Regions from separate parts of the Mus musculus genome. Here region 2 is linked to region 1. Evidence: chromatin contacts called from public promoter capture Hi-C data. All regions are on one chromosome and are shown on one strand. Each heading gives the region's core, a stretch centred on a gene start, on an enhancer-like site or on the middle of the called end of the contact. The rest is flanking DNA. Distances are from core to core; before and after follow the strand shown. Region 1 overlaps Slc22a3 (solute carrier family 22 (organic cation transporter), member 3). Region 2 holds the start of Sod2 (superoxide dismutase 2, mitochondrial).

The links. Promoter capture Hi-C pulls out the DNA fragments that hold promoters and counts their contacts.
Region 2: a contact with region 1 is called in a promoter capture Hi-C map of cranial neural crest. The contact joins the promoter of Sod2 here to the enhancer-like site in region 1. A contact is called at or near these places in 4 of 39 promoter capture datasets (the HPC-7 cell line, cranial neural crest, pre-B cells and 1 more) and 2 of 484 Hi-C or Micro-C datasets (the STO cell line and cortical neurons).

Annotation. Positions count from the first base shown.
Region 1 is chr17:12,430,806-12,433,639 of GRCm38.p6, reverse strand. Slc22a3 (solute carrier family 22 (organic cation transporter), member 3) reads left to right here. Exons shown (of 11, transcript NM_011395.2): 7 at 1-177. It also overlaps the pseudogene Gm3192. Among named protein-coding and RNA genes, the nearest start is that of C030013G03Rik, 35 kb to the left of the region's middle. Within about 2 kb of position 1,324, at least 21 of the 459 cell types and tissues checked have an H3K27ac peak or open chromatin away from gene starts, as enhancers often do. A contact at or near this core is called in the HPC-7 cell line and cortical neurons, where this site is marked.
Region 2 is chr17:13,006,558-13,009,300 of GRCm38.p6, reverse strand. It overlaps Sod2 (superoxide dismutase 2, mitochondrial), which reads right to left and starts at 1,462. Exons shown (of 5, transcript NM_013671.3): 1 at 1,233-1,462; 2 at 915-1,117. The coding sequence starts at 1,255.

The DNA of each region.
Region 1 (2,834 bases), core at 75-2,574:
GCCTGGGACTTATCGGAGGCAACCTCTACATAGACTTCTTTATCTCTGGGCTCGTGGAGCTGCCCGGAGCTCTCTTAATCCTTCTGACCATTGAGCGCCTTGGACGACGCCTTCCCTTTGCGGCAAGCAATATAGTGGCAGGGGTGTCGTGTCTGGTCACTGCATTTTTACCAGAAGGTAATCTTTCTTCACATTTAGTTGACAGTTCCCAAAGAACTTAACAAAAACTGTAAGTGATTACATATGGTGGAGGGGGTAGGGGGTCACTTGTCTCTCTGAGCTGTGTGCGCTATTCCTTCCAAAGCTTGCCCCCAGGCATGCTGGGTAATGATCTATTTTCTTTCTCACGAGTATAAAGGTTGACAAGATCTTTACATTGATGCCTCTCTTTGCTGAAATGTTAGGTTTGTTTATTAATGGAAAGGTGATCATGCTAGATCTATGATGTAGTGATGTGATGTGGCTGATACTGTGTAACATATTTCCCAAGCATCACCATCCTGCAGGTAACAAGCCATGCCCCAGCTTAGGGACAGAGGGAAGGTGTGACTCTTGGCTTCATATTGTTCATAGCCTATTAAAAGACATGGACATTTTTTTTCTTTTTTTTTTTTCTTATTAGGTATTTTCCTCATTTACATTTTCAATGCTATCCCAAAGGTCCCCCATACCCACCCCCCCAATCCCCTACCCACCCACTCCCCCTTTTTGGCCCTGGCGTTCCCCTGTACTGGGGCATATAAAGTTTGCAAGTCCAATGGGCCTCTCTTTGCAGTGATGGCTGACTAGGCCATCTTTTGATACATAGACATGGACATTTAAATAATGTCGCAACAATAATGTGGTAAATTAATAGAATTGACAAAGGTGGGGGGAGGGAAGCAGAGAGGAGGGGGGAGGGAGAAGTTCTGTGGAGGTGCAAGGGGGAAGTCAGAGGTCTTTACTAACCACTATTTCTTCTTACCCGTTATTTTCCCCAAATCATGGGAAGTTTTATGAGTTTAGGAACTAAGGCTTCTGTGTTATTGCTAGAATCTTTATGAGGAAGCCAGAGGATAGCCAGGCCCCAGCAAAACTTGGTCCTGCCTGTAAGCTTCCGGGAAGGGGGCTGTGAACTGCTTATACCTGCAGCAGTTTGAGACAGAGACTGGCTTCCAGTTGAGAAAGTCTGGCTGGGATAGGAAAGACTGTTCCTTTCCAAGATGCTGCAGAGTGGGTGGAGTGGAGGAGGAGGAGGAGGAGGAGGAGGAGGAGGAAGAGATGGCTAAAGACTCCAGATGCTCAGTGAACAGCACAGACAACCTCTGCTGCAGAGCACAGCTGGAGCTACAAAGAGGAAGCCACTTAAGCTCTCCCAGCATGGTGTGAACTAGCACACAGGAGTCATCTCTGTGTTCTAGGTGTGCAGTGAAGGTTGTGTAGGAAGCCAGGTTCTCTACGGTCCCTGTGCCTACAAAGGAAGCCGTCTGCCTTTGAGAAAAGCAAGGATCGGGAAAGACACTGCTAATGTTGAAGACATCATAGCAGACACTCATGGCAGACACCATTAATTAGACAATGGTTTACGAATTCCCACGATAGCACATAGAGATAGTAGATAGCAGATGCTTGGATAAAACTGCAGACATGCCAGTCCTCAGAACAGAATGAAATCAGTGTGCAAATCCATCCCCCTGCGATGGCTGATGAAAAGCAGAAACTCGGGTTTCTCTCATTTTCCTCAAGTGCATCAGATTCTCGGGGCTGCAGTAATAAGTCTCCACCAGCTGGTTGCAGACACTTCCCCTCCTGTCTGGAGGCTGACATCTAAATGCACAATGTAGGGCAGCTCCTCCCACAGCCTCTGAGCTAGGAGCTCTTCTAGCCTCTCTCTGTTCCCCTCACCATTTCTTGGTATCTATCCAATCTCTGCCTCTATCTTCATGTGACCCTCTCCCTCTTGGTCTCTATCCCCAAATAGGATCAGATTCCAAGTAAATGTGAATTTGAAGCAACACAAATAGCCCTCTACAATAGCATAGCTTATAAGCTATGGAAGCTGGGGCTGGAGATATGGCTCAGTAGCTCACAGCACCAGCTGCTCTCCCAGAATCCTCAGTTCCCAGCACCCACATCCGGTGGCTCCCAACCGCCTGTAACTCCAGCTCCAAGGTATCTGATGCCCACTCCTGATCTACATAGACAGAGAGGGGGGGGGGAGGGAAAGAGACAGAGACAGAAACAGAGACAGAAATAAAAATAGATCTTTAATAAAAGAGCTATGAAAGCTGAGTAAGAGGCACCCATCAGTGTATATCTATTTAATATTGATTAATTAATTGCTGTCCACTAAACACAGTGAAAGGGAACTTTCAAATGGGAGGACAGATTGCTGTCAGACATGGCTGTTGGACACGGACATGAACATGGACATGAACACGGACATGGCCATGGTAAAATGGAACTTCCAGATTATAGACAGTGGAAAATTGAAGGGATGCCATTAGAAATGGTGCAAAAGAATCTTGCTGCCCGAGGGCTGAGGGATCCATGGGCTCGCAATGAGGCTTGGAGATACATGGGCGGCTTTGGAGGCAACATCACTTTCCCGAGCGTAATATTAAAAGGACTCAAATGGGGGATTTGCTGTGTTTGTGGTAGATTTGGGGGCTGAATATTTCCTGGATTCCCAGAATGGTGATAAGAAACATCACTGAAGAGAGCGCCTCGTGATGTCTCTTTCATAAAAATAAGATTCTCTCACTGTAGCATTCTTGGCTGTATGTTTGTCCTTGAAAGAACATTAGTATGGTTTAATAAAGTAAGAAAAACTGTTAAAAAAAAAACAGCGAAAG
Region 2 (2,743 bases), core at 213-2,712, 580 kb before region 1:
CACACACACACACACACACACACACACACAGAGGTTTTTTAATACTATAGCATTCCCATATACATCATCTAGGGGTGCAAACACAGAACTCTGCACTATGGATTTTGTTGGCTGAGCGCTTAAAAATATAGGTAAATAAATAAGCTTGCCTACTGTTCCATTCAGTGACAGATACTCAGTTTCTCACAAAATAGCTATTTTTCTTGTGAACTTTGACCCCAAAAGTACCAAGTCTAGCCTGTTCTGCAGCTAAGTGCTCGTTCCTGTCTTTTCCTCCCCCCCCCCCCAAGGGTAAAGAGTGTGAAACAGGATGTCCAGAGATATCCAAGGGGTCAGGGAGTCCCAGCCCTAGACTGAACTAATCCTATTGTTGTCCACAACGGTGACAATAATCACAACTCGGACTGCAGTCTTCTGATGCCACTTCAGACCCTCTCCTGCACCTGCTGCCAGGCCACCAATATCGCTTGCTCTCAGCAAAACCCCAGCCACTTCTAGCCCCAACCACCCTCTCACCCAAGGGCACCTGGCTGACCCAGCTCGGGCACTCTCAACCCTCCTGCAAATGGCTGCCAAGGCTACCTGAAAAATAAGCAAAACAAACTCTCCTGAAGCCACGTTATATAACAACCGCATATTTTAAATATTCATATGCAAAACAAAAACTAAATATTCATTACGCAAAAAGGAGCAGCGTCCGAGAGCTGTCTTTAAAGGACCACCACCAATGCTAGCTAGCAACACGGGTGACAAAAAAGGACACAACAGTAAGGTCCGTCAAGTACTTTCGTGAGGTCCTGTGTTTTCCGGGATAGGAAAGGACGTTTATGCGAACCAACGGAGGTATTCCCCGGCATCGAAACAGACCTCCGTCCGGCCACCGGGATCCTCGTGTGCAGGGGCCCCGCACCTACCCTTGGCCAGAGCCTCGTGGTACTTCTCCTCGGTGGCGTTGAGATTGTTCACGTAGGCCGCGTGGTGCTTGCTGTGGTGCAGCTGCATGATCTGCGCGTTAATGTGTGGCTCCAGCGCGCCATAGTCGTAAGGCAGGTCTGGGAGGCTGTGCTTGTGCCGGGAGCCCGCGGCACCGGCCACAGGGCCCAGCCTCCTGCCCGTGCTGAGAGGAACAGAGAGGACGGCGGGTCACGCCACTGACACGGCGAGCCAGCCACGCCCGCCGCCCCGAGACCCACCCGTAGGGGACGCCGAGGCCCCGGGGCCCTGCCGCTCACCTGCACGCCGCCCGACACAACATTATTGAGGTTTACACGACCGCTGCTCTCCTCAGAACACGGCCGTTCGCTCGCAGGCGCGCGTCTGCTAGGCAGCGTCCGCCCGGCGTCCGCAAGGACACAGCGAAGCGGTGACCCTGCCCGCAGCGCCCATCAGCGGAGGGGAGGACGGCGACACGGACGGCCCGGCGCATAACGGAGCGGCATCCTGGGAAGGCAACGTCTCCCCTGTGCCAAATTGGTAGAGGCCGCGTGCTTGCTACAGCCACGCCCCCACCATCGGCCTTGGCCCCGCCCCGCCTCGGGGAACCCCGTCCGCCCCGCGGTGTGGCTCCGCCCCTCCTCGGGCCGCCCTGTCCAGCTCTGGCTGTGAGCTGCAAAGCTTCCACTCTATTTCTACTCCTGCTTCTGGGAAACCCTGGAGACTTTCCTCCGGAAAGCCAAGGCTCTGCTGCTGGTCAGAATTATGGAGTAATCAGGGCCCCTCTGACCCAGTTAATTTATGCCCGGAGTGACCTTCCCTGGGGCCTAACCTGACATTAAATCACGTCGCAGGTTTGCGTGTGTTCATCTTTGTTGCCCCTGAGACTGGGGTTGCGGACTCCGGGTGCAGCTTGCCAGTTAACTAGTAAGAGTCCGGATTAGAAGGCGAGGTTCATCTTTCTTGATTAAACTCTGCAACATTCAGTGACTTCAAAAACCAACCCACTCGACCAAATGTAAAAGGACATTGTTTCCCTTTGTGGACTTATTAGTCTAAGAAGCAGTGGCTATCAAATGTTTCCATAACAATTATACAGCTTTCCTCTTCTACTTAATGGGTTTATGTCTTCCCTGATTAGAAAACACTAAGAAAGCAGAAGGCAGTTGGCTGAGTAGTTCCCGGTGGTTTTTTCCCACCCCCTTTGCAGGCCTCCTAAGGATGACAGGGCTTAGGGTAAGGGGAATTGCAAGAGGATGCTTTCCGGTAGGGAGAAACCTGTCCACAGGCGTCAGACCGGAGCTGTATGGATGACCTGTGTCTTAGTTAGGGTTTTACTGCTGTGAACAGACACCATGACCAAGGCAAGTCTTATAAAAAACAACAGTTACTTGTGGCTGGCTTACAGGTTCAGAGGTTCAGTCCATTATCATTAAGGTGGGAGCATGGCAGTATCCAGGCAGGCATGGCACAGGCAGAGCTGAGAGTTCTATGTCCTCATCCAAAGGCAGCTAGTGGAAGACTAACTTCCAGGCAACTAGGGTGAGGATCTTATGCCCACACCCACAGTGACACACCCATTCCAACCAGGTCACACCTATTCCAACAAGGCCACACCTCCAGATGGTGCCATTCCCTGGCCCAAGAATATACAAACCATCATGCTCCACTCCCTGGCCCCCCATAGACTTGTTCAAAAACATGAGTCTATGGGGGGCCATACTTAAACATAGCATAATGCAAAATGCTATGGTGGTGTGGTGGCACATGCCTTTGATCCCAGCACTCCGGAGACAGAGGCAGGCGGATT